Regions from separate parts of the Oryctolagus cuniculus genome. Here region 1 is linked to region 2. Evidence: chromatin contacts called from public Micro-C data. All regions are on one chromosome and are shown on one strand. The core of a region is the stretch at or near the end of the contact, and the rest is flanking DNA. Distances in the headings are between cores, read along the strand shown.

Evidence for each region. Hi-C and Micro-C count contacts between places; a contact is called where the count stands out from the background.
Region 1: a contact with region 2 is called in a Micro-C map of ear pinna, with 2.4 times the contacts expected there. The contact joins the promoter of CSNK1A1 here to the promoter of PCYOX1L in region 2. A contact is called at or near these places in 4 of 6 Hi-C or Micro-C datasets (ear pinna, embryonic fibroblasts, psoas muscle and 1 more).

The regions. Positions count from the first base shown.
Region 1 is chr6:36,878,166-36,884,691 of mOryCun1.1, reverse strand. It overlaps CSNK1A1 (casein kinase 1 alpha 1), which reads left to right and starts at 4,147. Exons shown (of 10, transcript NM_001082373.1): 1 at 4,147-4,652; 2 at 5,326-5,432. The coding sequence starts at 4,530.
Region 2 is chr6:36,729,803-36,736,295 of mOryCun1.1, reverse strand. It overlaps PCYOX1L (prenylcysteine oxidase 1 like), which reads right to left and starts at 3,408. Exons shown (of 6, transcript XM_002710300.5): 1 at 3,219-3,408. The coding sequence starts at 3,306. GRPEL2 (GrpE like 2, mitochondrial) reads right to left here. Exons shown (of 4, transcript XM_002710299.5): 4 at 5,756-6,493.

The DNA of each region.
Region 1 (6,526 bases), core at 2,898-5,397, 150 kb before region 2:
TTTGGGGCCAGCGCCGCGGCTCACTAGGCTAATCCTCCGCCTAGCGGCGCCAGCACACCAGGTTCTAGTCCCGGTCGGGGCGCCGGATTCTGTCCCAGTTGCCCCTCTTCCAGGCCAGCTCTCTGCTGTGGCCAGGGAGTGCAGTGGAGGATGGCCCAGGTGCTTGGGCCCTGCACCCCATGGGAGACCAGGAAAAGCACCTGGCTCCTGGCTCCTGCCATCAGATCAGCGCGGTGTGCCGGCTGCAGCGCACCGGCCGTGGCGGCCATTGGAGGGTGAACCAACGGCAAAAGGAAGACCTTTCTCTCTGTCTCTCTCTCTCACTGTCCACTCTGCCTGTCAAAAAAAAAAAAAAAAAAAAAAAAAGTTTGCCCTCCTTAAATCTAATAAATTTAAATCTAAACATGAGTTTAATATGAAACCACATTTGAAAAGGCTGCCAGACATTTCAGCACTAGAATATTAACTACCACAGAGAGGAAAAAAATGAGGACACACACTAAATATGTATAATCAGATTACTTCAAAAAGTTCATGTGCAATGTATATTATTACAAAAACTATGCTTGGATTTCAGAATCTTTCTGCACCAAATTATTTTATTAGCCTATCTTTCTATGGACACTTTGAAGTACTCTTGTATAAAATCATAGAATCTTGAAGTCAGAATGGCTTCTAAAAGTCATTTAGATTAGTAGGCCTCAGTGTGGAATTTCATGGGTTTACAAAGGTTTTATAAAAGCAACAAAGGCAGATCACACACGGAAGTGTCAGCTTTTTAATTTGACAAATAAGGATATTTAAAAAACCACAGGGGTGGGACTGGCCTTGTGGCAAAGCAGGTTAAGCTGGCACCTGCAACATCACTGGCATCCCATATGGGAGTGCTGGTTCATGTCCTGGCTATTCCATTTCCAATCTCTGCTAATGTGCTGGGGAAGGCAGGAGATGATGACTCAAGTGCTTAGGTCCCTGCCATCCACGTGGAAGAACCAGATGGCATTTTGGGCTCCTGGTTTTGGCCTAGCCCAGCCCTGGCTGTTGTGGGTATCCGGAGAGTGAACCAGCGGATGGAAGAGCTCTGTCGCTCTCTCTGAGTCTTTCTCTGCCTTTTACTCTTTAAATCTTTTTAAAAAAATTATAAGTAATCAATCTTTAAAAAAAAAAAAACTCAGGGATAAGTGTTTGGCATGGAGGTTAAGAAGCCACTTGGGATGCCTATATCCCATAATCAGAGTGCCCAGGTTTGAGTCTGGGCCCTGCTTCTGATCCTAGCTTCCCATTGATGCATACTAGGAAGGCAGCAGGTAATAGTTCATGTATTTGGGGCCATTTTCCACTGCCTTCCCAGTCTCCTTAGCTGGGACTTGAACTAGCACATGTTCTAGCTGCACCATAACACTACCCCTATACAAGGGTATTCTACTGGGAATTACTAGTCTGCTCCATGTGCATCCTCTGTCCTCTGTCCCCCAACTGCAAATTGAGCATTTGTATTACTATACCAAAAAAAAAAAAAAAAAAAAAAAAGTAAGAAAAAAAGTTCATACCCCACCCCCTAATGGGGAACTACTGAATGTGAAGAGCCCATTAAATGTTGGATGGCTATGACAGAAAATCAGCAGAATAGTAATTATCCTTGGAACCTTTAAGATAATTAAACTTTGCTTTAAAGCAATTTTTTAGGGCAGAATCTAACAGTACAAGATTTTAAGTGGGCAACAGCATGCTTCAGGTTCACCAAAAGAGCATTACTAATGCCGCTGATTTGAAGTCAGGCACTCTGGGTTTTGGTCCTGCCTTAAAACTGCATACTAGGGGGCTGGCGCTGTGGTGCGACTGCTCCACTTCTGACCCAGCTCTCTGCCATGGCCTGGGAAGGCAGAAGGTGGCTCAAGTCCTTGGGCCACTGCTTTTGGCACAGAGTTTCAAATGCTGCTGCTTGAGATCCCTCTATCCCATACTGGATGGCCTGAATTCAACTCCCCATTCATTAAAAAAAAAAAAAAAAAAAAAGATTTGTTTTAGGGGCTGGCACTGTGGTGTAGTGGGTAAAGCCACTGCCTGCAGTGCCGGCATCCCATATGGGCACCGGTTCAAGTCTTGGCTGCTCCACTTCAGATACAGCTCTGTGCCATGGCCTGGGAAAGCAGTACAAGATGGCCCAAGTCCTCGTGCCCCTGCACCCACATGGGAAGACCCAGAGGAAGCTCCTGGCTCTCAGCTTTGGATCGGCACATCTCCGGATATTGTGGCCAATTGAGGAGTGAACCAGCGGATGGAAGACCTCTCTGTCCCTCTGCCTATCCTTCTCTTCCTCTCTGTAACTCTGGCTTCCAAATAAATAAATAAGTAAATCTCTTAAAAAATATTTTTTTAAATTTATTTGCAGGCAGAGTTACACACAGAGAGAGGAAGAGACAGAGAAAGGATTTTCCATCCACTGGTTTACTCTCCAGATGGTGGCAATGGCTAGGGATGCGCCAGACCAAAGTCAGGAGCCAGGAGCTTCTTCTGGGTCTCCCATGTGGGCGCAGGGCCCAGGCACTTGGGCTGTCTTCAGCTGCTTTCCCAGGTACATTAGCAGGGAGCTAGATCACAAGTGGAGCAACCAGGACTCAAACCCTGGGCCCCCTATACTATGTCATGTTGGCATTGCACTCCAAAGCTTTACCCTCTACATCCCAACGCCATCCCCAACCCTAATGCCCGCCCTGCCCCTGCCCAGATTCACTTCTGATCCACCTTCCTGCTAGTGTGCATCCTGGGGGGCAGCAGGTGACAGCTCAAGTACTTTGGTACCTACCACTCATGTGGGACTACCTGCTCCTGGTTTCAGTCTGATCCAGCCCTGGCTGTTGCTTGCATTTAGGGAGTGAACCAACAGGATGGAAAATCTTGATATCTGTTATTCTCCTTTCAAATAAGTTATAAATAAATAAACTTTTATATAAAAATAAAAAGTACACTTTTAGAACTCAGGGGTTTCAGTCAGATAATAGCATCAGCCATGGGCTCTCTTGTGAGCATTATCACACTCAACCTTCCCAGATCAAATTTCTTAAATCCCAAAGAGGTCAAGACCTGCCTCTGATGAATTTCTAGTTAAAAAATAAAAATAAAAACCATCTAAGACTGCAACCGTTGTCAATCTTAACTTGTAAGTTATTTCTACCCTTTTTATTTGGGGTCAGTCCAAGCCTTCAACATGACAGACTGGCTCCTTCGTTTTTTTTTTTTCCTTTTGGTGAAAGGCAACAATACCAACTTGTACTATGTGCAGTGTTTTACGCTGTTGCAAGCTTTATTTCTGTTGATTTTATTTATCACTAATACTCAGCATGAAGCAGGTATTGGGTCTTACTCTTGAAAATTAAGTGTCCGTGGGGAAACACGAAAAAAACGGCGGGGAAAGTAATTTCTACTTCTCCCTTCCCCCTCCTGTACAGAGAGGGTCTAACACTCCGCTGAGCGAATTCCAATTAGTAGGAGGATCTGGCCCGGCTCTGCTAAACCAGGAGCCTTGACCAAGTCTCCCAAACGCAGCCCTCCTGGAGTGCCTTCCTCTTCCCCTCCACCAGAGGCGACAGCCTCTTTCCCAACACAAACTGGGCTGGAAAAGGCCGGTCCCGGGGAGTAGTCTGAAGAAAAGATGAAAGGTTAACAGCCCCCTCAAACAAAGAGCAAAAGTCAGTGCTCAGCCCCAAAGGAGGCCTGAACCGTCCATCTGCCACGAAAATCGAAGGCGACGCCTCCCATGGTCTCAAGCCCCGGGCCGCGTTGCCTCACCGACACCGGGCAGTCTCGGAAGTACCTAAACCGCAACAAGAGCGGACTTGCCGACGGCCGGAAGTGGAAGTGAGCCCGAGGGCGGGGGGGGGCGGGGAGAGGGCAGGCCATGACACGCCTGCGCAGTCGGCAGGCGTCGCAGCGCTCATGCGCAGCTGGGAGGGGACGGAGTGACGCTCGCAGCGTGGGCCTAGACTCTCACGGATCCGGTTCCGCCCTCTCTCTCGCTGCCGACCCTTTGGGGCTAGCGCCTGAGATCCCTTTCCCAGAGTGCTCTGCGCTGTGAAGAAGCGGCTCCCGGGGACTGGGGGCATTTTGTGTTGGCTGAAGCCGGAGTAACAAGATGGCGGCGTCGGCGGAGTGACAGGGGTCCCTTCGGCCCGGAGCCGGCGGCACTGGTCGCAGCGGTATCGCCAGCCTAATTTCACCGCGCCTCTTTTCCAGCCAGCGACGTCGCCGCGAAAGCGAGGCAGCGGCAGCCGCCCAGAAACAAGTGGCCCAGCCTCGTAACCGCGAGAACTGCCTCACAATCGGCGGCCTGGCAGAAAGAAACCTGACTGAGCGGCGGTGATCGGGTCCCCGTTGGCCGATTCTGGGCCCTATAACGCCGGGAAAAGCCTCCGTTTCCGCTTCCTGCCGCCCTCCTCCGCAGCCTTGCCCCGTGGACGAGCCTCCGAGGCCTCCGTCGTCCCCTCTGAGGTGTCGGGGCTTTGCCCCAGCCTCCATCTTCGTTTCTCAGGATGGCGAGCAGCAGCGGCTCCAAGGCCGAATTCATTGTCGGAGGGAAATACAAACTGGTACGGAAGATCGGGTCTGGCTCCTTCGGGGACATTTATCTGGCCATCAACATCACCAACGGCGAGGTAATCTCTCGGGGTGGGGTTCGCGGTAGCGCTGCGCCTTGGCTCGCCCCCTCCTCAACCCCAAAAGTGCCCGGCCTCTTCCCCCACTCGCTCGCCCGCCCGCACGCACGCACTGGGGAGTCCGGAGGGAGCCAGTTTTCCTGGCTTAGGAGCCTCCCCCGCTCTCTTGCCCTAAAAGGAAAAGAACCCGATGGAAACGTTGAGTGAACCATTAAGTTTCCCAGCTTGTTAAAAATGTCCCCGGGTCGAACTTTTTTTTTTTTCTTTTTTCCGGAAACCATCATTTAAGATGGGAACGACAGAATCCTAGTCTTGTGGTCCCCATGTTTTTCTAAATACTTTTCATATTCTACAGGGTTCTTGGGCCCCTTAGGGCCGCTTCCTGTCTCCTGGTTCCTCCCGAATCTTTGCTCATGTCCCGAGGTTGCTTCTTTTTCTTGCCTGTGTCATTTTCCTGCACTTTAGAAGATGTGCGGGTTTCGTCACTACCCCCTGAAGAGGCCTTTGAGGCCGGTCGCCTCCCTTTGTAATTGCAGAGAGAGCTTTCTCTTGCCAGCCTTTCACTTCCTCCTCGTCGTCGCGACTTGGAGCCTTGCTAATGCCCCCTCTCCTTTCCCAAGTGACATTGACTTCACGGGGATGTTGATGCCATCGTCCCGTCTTTCCCCTGCAGGAAGTGGCAGTGAAGCTAGAGTCGCAGAAGGCCAGGCATCCCCAGTTGCTGTACGAGAGCAAACTCTATAAGATTCTTCAAGGTGGGGTTGGCATCCCCCACATACGGTAAGAACCCTTTAGCACCTCGGCGATCCGCTGAGGGAAGTCGGAAGAGGGAAGTGGGAAGAGGCAGGTAAAGGGACTAGGAAATCCGGGTCTTGGTGTTCGAGTACCTGGGGTCCCTATAGCCGGTGGTTTCCTGTGACCCGTGTCACCTCAATCACAGTAAATTTTAGTTTGCCAGCTTAGTTTAAAATGCCAGTTGCTTGCCCTCAGCTCGGTTTAGCGTCCGTCGTTCCCCCTCTGTGGGGCCTTCTGGTGTGCAGCGAGGTATGCGGTCGCCTTTGATCCCTCCGCTGAAGGGTTGGCGGCTGCTCGCGTTACGGCGGCACCTCTGATGTCCTTAGGTTTGGCCAGCGGAGTGTATTTGAAGGTGCTGAAGTGACCCAGCTCGGCCAGTTCGGGTTGCTATTGGAGCTGGCTTGGGAAATGGCTGCTCTTTTGTTGTGTTTTTGTTCCAACATGTCTTCCTCCTCCGCTTAGAAAATGGCGGAACGACATGACTCAACCCCATATTCCTGCCCTTTTCTCAGCTTGAGTTCACAAGTCATGCTTCTTTGATTCCCCTTTAGCAGCCCTGAGTGGATTAACCCCTTGAAAAGCCAAGAATAAAGCTACAGGAGGCGATGGGGTTCAAGGAATGAGATGGCATAATGACGGTGTGTGTGCTATCTGCAGCAGATGCGGCACCAAATTGTTAAAATTACACTTTGTAAAATCTTTTGTATTTCTCTTAAAGGTGCCAGTTATTGTTTCCTTCCTTGAATGTTAATCTTTGGTACATTTTAGTCTGTATTAAATTTTTATGGGTAATAGCAAAGGCAATTTGAGCTGCACCAACTATGTTGAAGTTTGCTCCACTCTAATCAGTTGTATTAAGGAAGCTTAATCACTAATCACTTAACCACGGTTTGATAAGTAATTTTGACCTGTTGAGTAGTTTTGTCAGTAAAACTTCACATCAGGGGAATCATGGACTTCCGCAGGATGGCTTATGTGAATACAAATAGAAATGGTAATCAGAATAAATGATGACCAGATGAAAATGACATTGTATTCTCTTTAATGATTAACATAACAAACTATAGTTTAATCCCAAT
Region 2 (6,493 bases), core at 2,159-4,658:
TGTCCTGCCCTTTCTTTTCTTTATTGTCTGTGGCTGCTTTCGTGCGAGGCAGAGCTGGTCAGTTGCAACAGGGGCTGCCTAAAATCTCTACTCTCTGGCCACTTACAGAAAACCTCGGTCGATCACTGGTCTAAGTCTAGCCTACCACCGGCCACTTAAATCACCACTGTCTGTGCTTGCCAAGACTGGAATGCACGCTTTGACATGCTGCCCGTCACCTGGTGAGGCATCTGACTCCAGTTTGCACTCCTGTGACCAAGTTCCAGATGGCCAAGATCTTTTTGGGTCTTATCAGCCCCTGTCTTTACTACACCTCCTGCCTTCCTGGTATTTGCCAACTTGGCTTCCACACCGTCAGTCTTTTCCCAGGCACTGATAAGAAGGGGTCACGGGTGAGGGCATGGAAGTGTTTCCAGGAACCACTGTCTAGACAGAGACTAACCATTAAATTTCACTGTAGCTACTGACCTGGCACCAACCTACACACAGTGTCTGCCTACCCTGTCCCCGAAACGCCACTTTCCTCTCCTCTGACAGTGCAGTAACCCTATCCAACAAGAAAGTGAGATAAATCTGGTGCCACCTGTCCTCCTGGACCCAAACTGCACCCTCAGACCAACAGCTCTGTGAAGAAGCATCAGGCAAATCCTGAAGACTCCACATGGTCCTTGATGATCCGGCTTCCCCTCCACCTTCTGGCCTTGTGGAGCACATGCCCGTGTTCCCTCTCCTGTGGGGCCACCGCGGGGCTGCTGGGTCGGACACACTATTGCTGTGCCTCGCTGACTTCACCCTGTAGGTCACTTTCAGCTTGGCTTGAGTGACCCACCTGAGATGAGTCAGGCGTCCCTCCTGCCTGTTCCCATAAGCATATCCTTGCTTACCTGCGGCCGAGCCCTTGCCACAGTGTATTAAAGTGGCTTGTCTCAGGACAGAGAGAGAGCAAGGCCATTTGGTCCCCAGGTCCCAGCAAGTACCAGAGTACACGAAGTATGTGTTGAATCCTGGACAGATAAACCACTTCCTCTTCCTCAAGATTTACAAAGTTACTTCCCAAAGTGCCCTTAACCTTTTTCTGAAAACCTCTGCAGTCTCCTGGCTTTCATTTGCGGAGTCCCCCATGACCCGTTTTCCAAGAGAAGCAAAAGGCCAAGAAGCTGACCAAGGGCTACAGGGAAGCAGAAGACATCACTTCACTGCCAAACAGCTCATGCAACACAGCCGCCGACCATTCTTGGTGTATGAGAAGATGGCCTGGGCACACAGATGAATCAGACAGGCCTCTGTGGACAGAGCGACACACGCACCTGCGGCAAAACACAGCAGGATTCCAGGGGGTCCCAAGGCAAAAAGCAGTGAGTTCTGCCTCACGCAGGGTGGGAACACAGGCGTCACAGGACCCTGGCAGGCTAGGGGCTTTCCAGCCCGAGGCAATGTCTACTTGGCAGGGAGAAGAGCAAGGGTAGGGCAGTGATGTGGTGGGCCTAAAAGATCCACGTTTGATCCGAGAATCTGGCCATCCTAGCAGGAAGCCCCTTGTTCTCGTGGTGGGTAGAGTCCAAACCACCGAGGGCTGCACAGGTTTCTGTCCGAGTGCACAGTGAGGAGAGCTGAAGGGCAATGTGGCCGTGCTCTGGAAGGACTGGGGTGAGGCAGGCCAGCAAGCTCCACATGGCCAGAACAGATCTGCTGGGAGGCCCCGCCCTTCCCTACTCACCAGTGGGAAACGCCTGACCCTTCCCTCTCCTTCAGAGCCAGCTCAAACCCTTCCCCTCCAGCCCTTGAGATTCTTCTTCCTCCAGCCCCCCCAGACCCAAGCCGATTTCTGGCTTGCTTTAGTCTGTCTTGACCCTTGATGGCTTGGGCTGTGGTTTTCAAATCCAAGAAGCTTTTGGCACAGCTCTGGCATTCCTGCAAGATGGGCCAAAGCACTTCCACTAACTGGGATGCAGGAGGGCAGCCTAATGGGGCAGAGACTCTGTGTCCTTCCACACATTCCTGCCTGTGAGAATTCTATATGCAAGGGACCTGAAAATCCTGATGAGTCACAGAGAGTTAAGATGATCATAATTGTTAAGAAGGGTGGGGGGGAAAGGAGGGTGGTGGTCATTTGGCACAATGGCTTAAGTTGCCGCTGAAGTCGCCTGGTTTGCATCCCAGCTACTTGACTTCCCATTCATCTTCCTGCTAATGTCAACCCTGGGAGGTAGCAAATGGGACCCAGGCACTTGGGTGGTCCCTGCCGCCCATGTGGGCGACCCAGATGGAGTTCTGAGTCCCCTTCTCCCACCTGGCCCAGGCCTGGCTCTTGTGTTTCTCGGGGAGTGAACCAATGGAAGGTCTTGCTCTGTCTTTCAAATACAATGGTAAGTAAATAAACAAAAGCAAGTGTAAACAAAGATGAAACCCTGTCAATGATTGGCATGATGGATTCCATGAAGCATCCTGGTTTGTCTGGTTTATTTTTAAATGCATCAAAACGGACGACGATGCCAGGGATGGGCAGCAGGACATGTGGTGGGGACAGGACAAAGTAGGGAGAGTAGGGGTGAATGGCAGTCTAGAAGGTGGGTGCACAAATGATCACTGTAACATTCTCCCAGCTTTTCTGTACCTTAGAAAACGTTCAAAATCAAACATTGAAAAGCCACACAAGTAATACAAGTCATTCAGCAAGTCTGTCTGCAGCTGACCCACTGGTCTTTCTCCTTGAAGGCGTCCTATGTTCCCAGGGGTTCTGGCTTAGATGTGACTCCCAGGAAGCCCTGCCCCAGAGGCTGCCTGCATGCAGACTGCCTGGGACCGGGAGGTGGCTGCTCCACGCCTATCCCATACACGGCCCTCCACACACCTCTATGAACGCCAAGCCCAGCCCTGTCTGCCGTCATGAGGGCGCCCTGCAAGGAGCCAGGTCCACAGGCAGATGCTCGGTGACACTGGACCTTCTGGAGAGATCGGAGACCAGTCCCGCGCAGTGCTTTTTCCATCTCAGGTGGCCCACTCCACACGCCCATGCCACCCTCCGCATCGGCTCCTTACCTGTGCGGGCCCGGCCCTCGCCCAGTCCCCAGTCCCGCGCCTCGCCCTCGCCCCCGCCCCATTCCTCTCCCGAGCACCGCTCACTCGCCCAGCAGCTCTTCTCTGCCCCCAGCCAGCGGAGTCCCTTTTCCCGCCCAGCCCTCAGGGCTCAGGCCCCCACCCCTCGCGTCCTTCCGCACCGATTTTGCCGGGCGGGGCGTCTCCGCCTGCAGCGGTCGCGGCGAGCAGCGCGGCCAGCGCGGAGAGGAGCGGCCCAGCTTGGGCCATGGCGGGTGGCGTCCGGGACAGCGCGCGGGGGCTCGGCCGCTTGCGGGTTGGCGCTCGGCTCACCGCCCGCCCAGGCGCCCCACTGGCCGTTCCGCCTTCCAGCCTCTCTGGTCCCAGGCTTTTATTGGCTCAACGGCCGTCCTTCTCCAGGACGAGGCCCTCATTAGCTACATCTCTCTCGGGGCAGGCTCTCTCATTGGCAGCTTCCCCGGCCCGCCTCCTGAATACGGCTTCCTCATTGGCGGGCCGATCCTTGCTCGGGCGCAGGTGTGCGCGCCTCGGCGGCGCCTCAGCATCAGGACCAGGGCCCCAATGCAGTTAATGGTTGCATGGGAAGGAACAGAAGGCCAACTTCGGAGAGTTAGGAGCTCTGTAATATGCCTTCTCCGGGTTTCTCCGCTTCCGTTTTCGTAAAACAGGCAGAACAATGCCTGCTGAGCTTCCGAGTGGTTGTGACGGTCACGTGAGATAGGGGATGGGAGGCCGTTTTGCAGCGTCTGCACAAACTGGAAATTGCTGACCAAGCTTGCGGTCAGGGCGGCTACACGGCTGCCCTCTGCGTGTGCTGAAGCGAGCCCGCACGGTCTGGATACTGCTGCTATTTATATAGTTTACGTATCTGCCTTCCACTTCTTAAAAAACAAAAGGAGGAGGTCCCACCTGCTCTCTTGTCAGAAAGGAGAAAAGGCAAGGAGATAGGAGTTTCCATTTTCATTCTCTGAGAACAAGGGCAGCTCTGGTCTGTTTTACAACGCTGTACAACCCAGATTTCCTCTGGCAGAGGAACAGGTAGGGGCGAGTTTCAGGATAAATAAAGGAAGTCTTATTTATTCAATGAGATATGGATAAGAGAAGAAACGGAAGGGAAGGGTTTATAGCTGGGGCTCTAAGTTAGCTCTGTGAGTCTTCATAGGGCCAACATGGATGACTGCTAGAAAGGCGATAGATGACTAAGCTTCACAATCTTCAAAAAATATTTTGGGCAATATTTGTGTCAGGATGAAAAATCTTTTCAGTTCATTAGCAAAGACTCAATATTCCCCTATTGTCCTTTGTCAATGACTGTTCACTGATCACTTAATACCAAGGTCTCTTGTGTGTGACGTAATCTGATTCTTGTCATTTTCTGGTGGGACAGATCATATTTAAGATTCCTCTTTTTAAACTCTTGAATCTAGACTTGTTTTTTTCTTCTGTTAGGAAGTCCTTCCAACCCTAGCAGCCCAGAGACCATGTGTAAGCTCTCAAGGTTGTAAGGCAGATTCAAAAGAGCCCGTAAGTGGTGAGGCACACTTACGGTGGCACAGAGGTGCAAAGCAACTGGCAAGACTGGGAATGAGGTTGGGACACTGTATCAATTGTCTGTTGCTGTGTCACAAGCCATCTGACATAGGGCCTTTAAGTAACAATCTATTTATTTAGGCCATAGGCCCGGGTGCAATGAGATCAGCTCATGTGTTCCCTGTAGTTCATTTGGAACTGCTCCACTGAGGGTGGGAGAATCCTTTCAAGATGCCTCACTGGCAGGCAGAGGGTGCTGACCCAGCTGAAACCTCAAACCAGGGCTCTCAGCTCTATGACAGGCCACTTCAGCTTGCTCTTGAGGTGATGGTTAGGGCTCAAGACAGGAAGTGGGCCTGCCAGTTTTAACAGTTCTGAGTCCAGAAACTGTAGTGTCACTTCCACTGTATCCTATTAGACAAGAAATGCAAAAAAGCTCCAAGGACAGGCAAGAAAAACGGACATATGTCCTAACCCCCTATTTAAGTGTCAAGGAATTCTGAAACAGTTTTAAAATCTCTGCAAAGCATCAGACATGGACATTTGAATGGACAGGAATAAGAATATACTAACAAACATCAGGAATACGTGAAACAATGGATTATGGAGCCAGGTTGTGTAGACAAGACTTGAGCAATGATGAAAACGCAAGGCCAAATCTCAGAAAAGGCCAGCTCCAAAGGGCAATTCGGCCAGGAGGCTGAGTATAGGGAAGCCATCTGAGAAGCAGAGGTAAAAACAAAGCCCATCAAAACTTGGGAAGGACATGTGGAAGCTGAAGGTCAGATCAGGGCCACATTCAACAACATGGTTAGGAGATGGTCAAGAGCAGAACAGTGCAAGTATAGTAGTCAACACAGATAAAACAACTAGAATGAAAAGGCAAACACGAGAAAATAAGGCAATGCCAGAGAGGAAGGCAGAAACAAGACTCCAGATCTAAGAAATGCATAGGAATCAGAGAGAGAGAGAGAGGAGTCCAGGAGGTAGAAAAACAGCCAAGACTTCAATACTGAGGCAGAATATGGGACGCCTATACTGCAGCCACTTTGCTGCGCTGCTGTGAGATCTCAGGGTGCCTCCCCGAGCATCCACAGCATTCAGTGAGTGACCATAACATACCAATAATCAACATGAATGAGGAAGACAAAAGACTCAACACCCAGACTGCAGTTATTCCAATTTCAGTTTTATTAAAGTTGTTTCTGGATATTACATTTCATCCTTACATCACCAAATAACTTGTATCAACTTCAAACTGACTGATTCCTTTATGGCAATAAGGAAAGTCAGTAAAAGGTCTGTAGAATCCAAGTACTAAAACACCAACATCCCTCCTAGGTGAGCCACAGCTTCCTTATATACCACCTGCTAGACACTGTCTTCTTGTTTTGTCACCTCAAAATAATTAAGAGCACTAACACAATTTTCTTGTTCAATCTAAAAATGTATGTTCCTTGTGGTGGTTAATTAAAAACAAAACAACCATCCAACCAACCAGAAACCGGAAGGAAAAAAATTCACTGTGAATGATTAGCTTATATGTTTTTTAATAATCATCATTTAACTAGTCTTCCCCTTTCCTTAGACTTTAGGCAGCTACAAAAACACAGTACAATGTACATAACAAAAAAAGGATAAAAATAAATATGAGGGCCTACTGTAGTAGGCAAATGACATATTTCACTTAACCCTCACAGTATCATGAGAGAATTAAAAGCACTCTACAAATAAGGAAACAGGCTCAGAAGACTGAATGACTGGTGCCAGTCACACAGGTAAGTGAGCTGGGATCAGGTTCAAGTGTATGCTGACCACGCCTATGCTCTACTATGCTGCTCTGGCTCCCCCACAGCCCTTCCAGTTGACATTCTGTTGTAGCTTCACCCTCCAATTCTAAACTTAG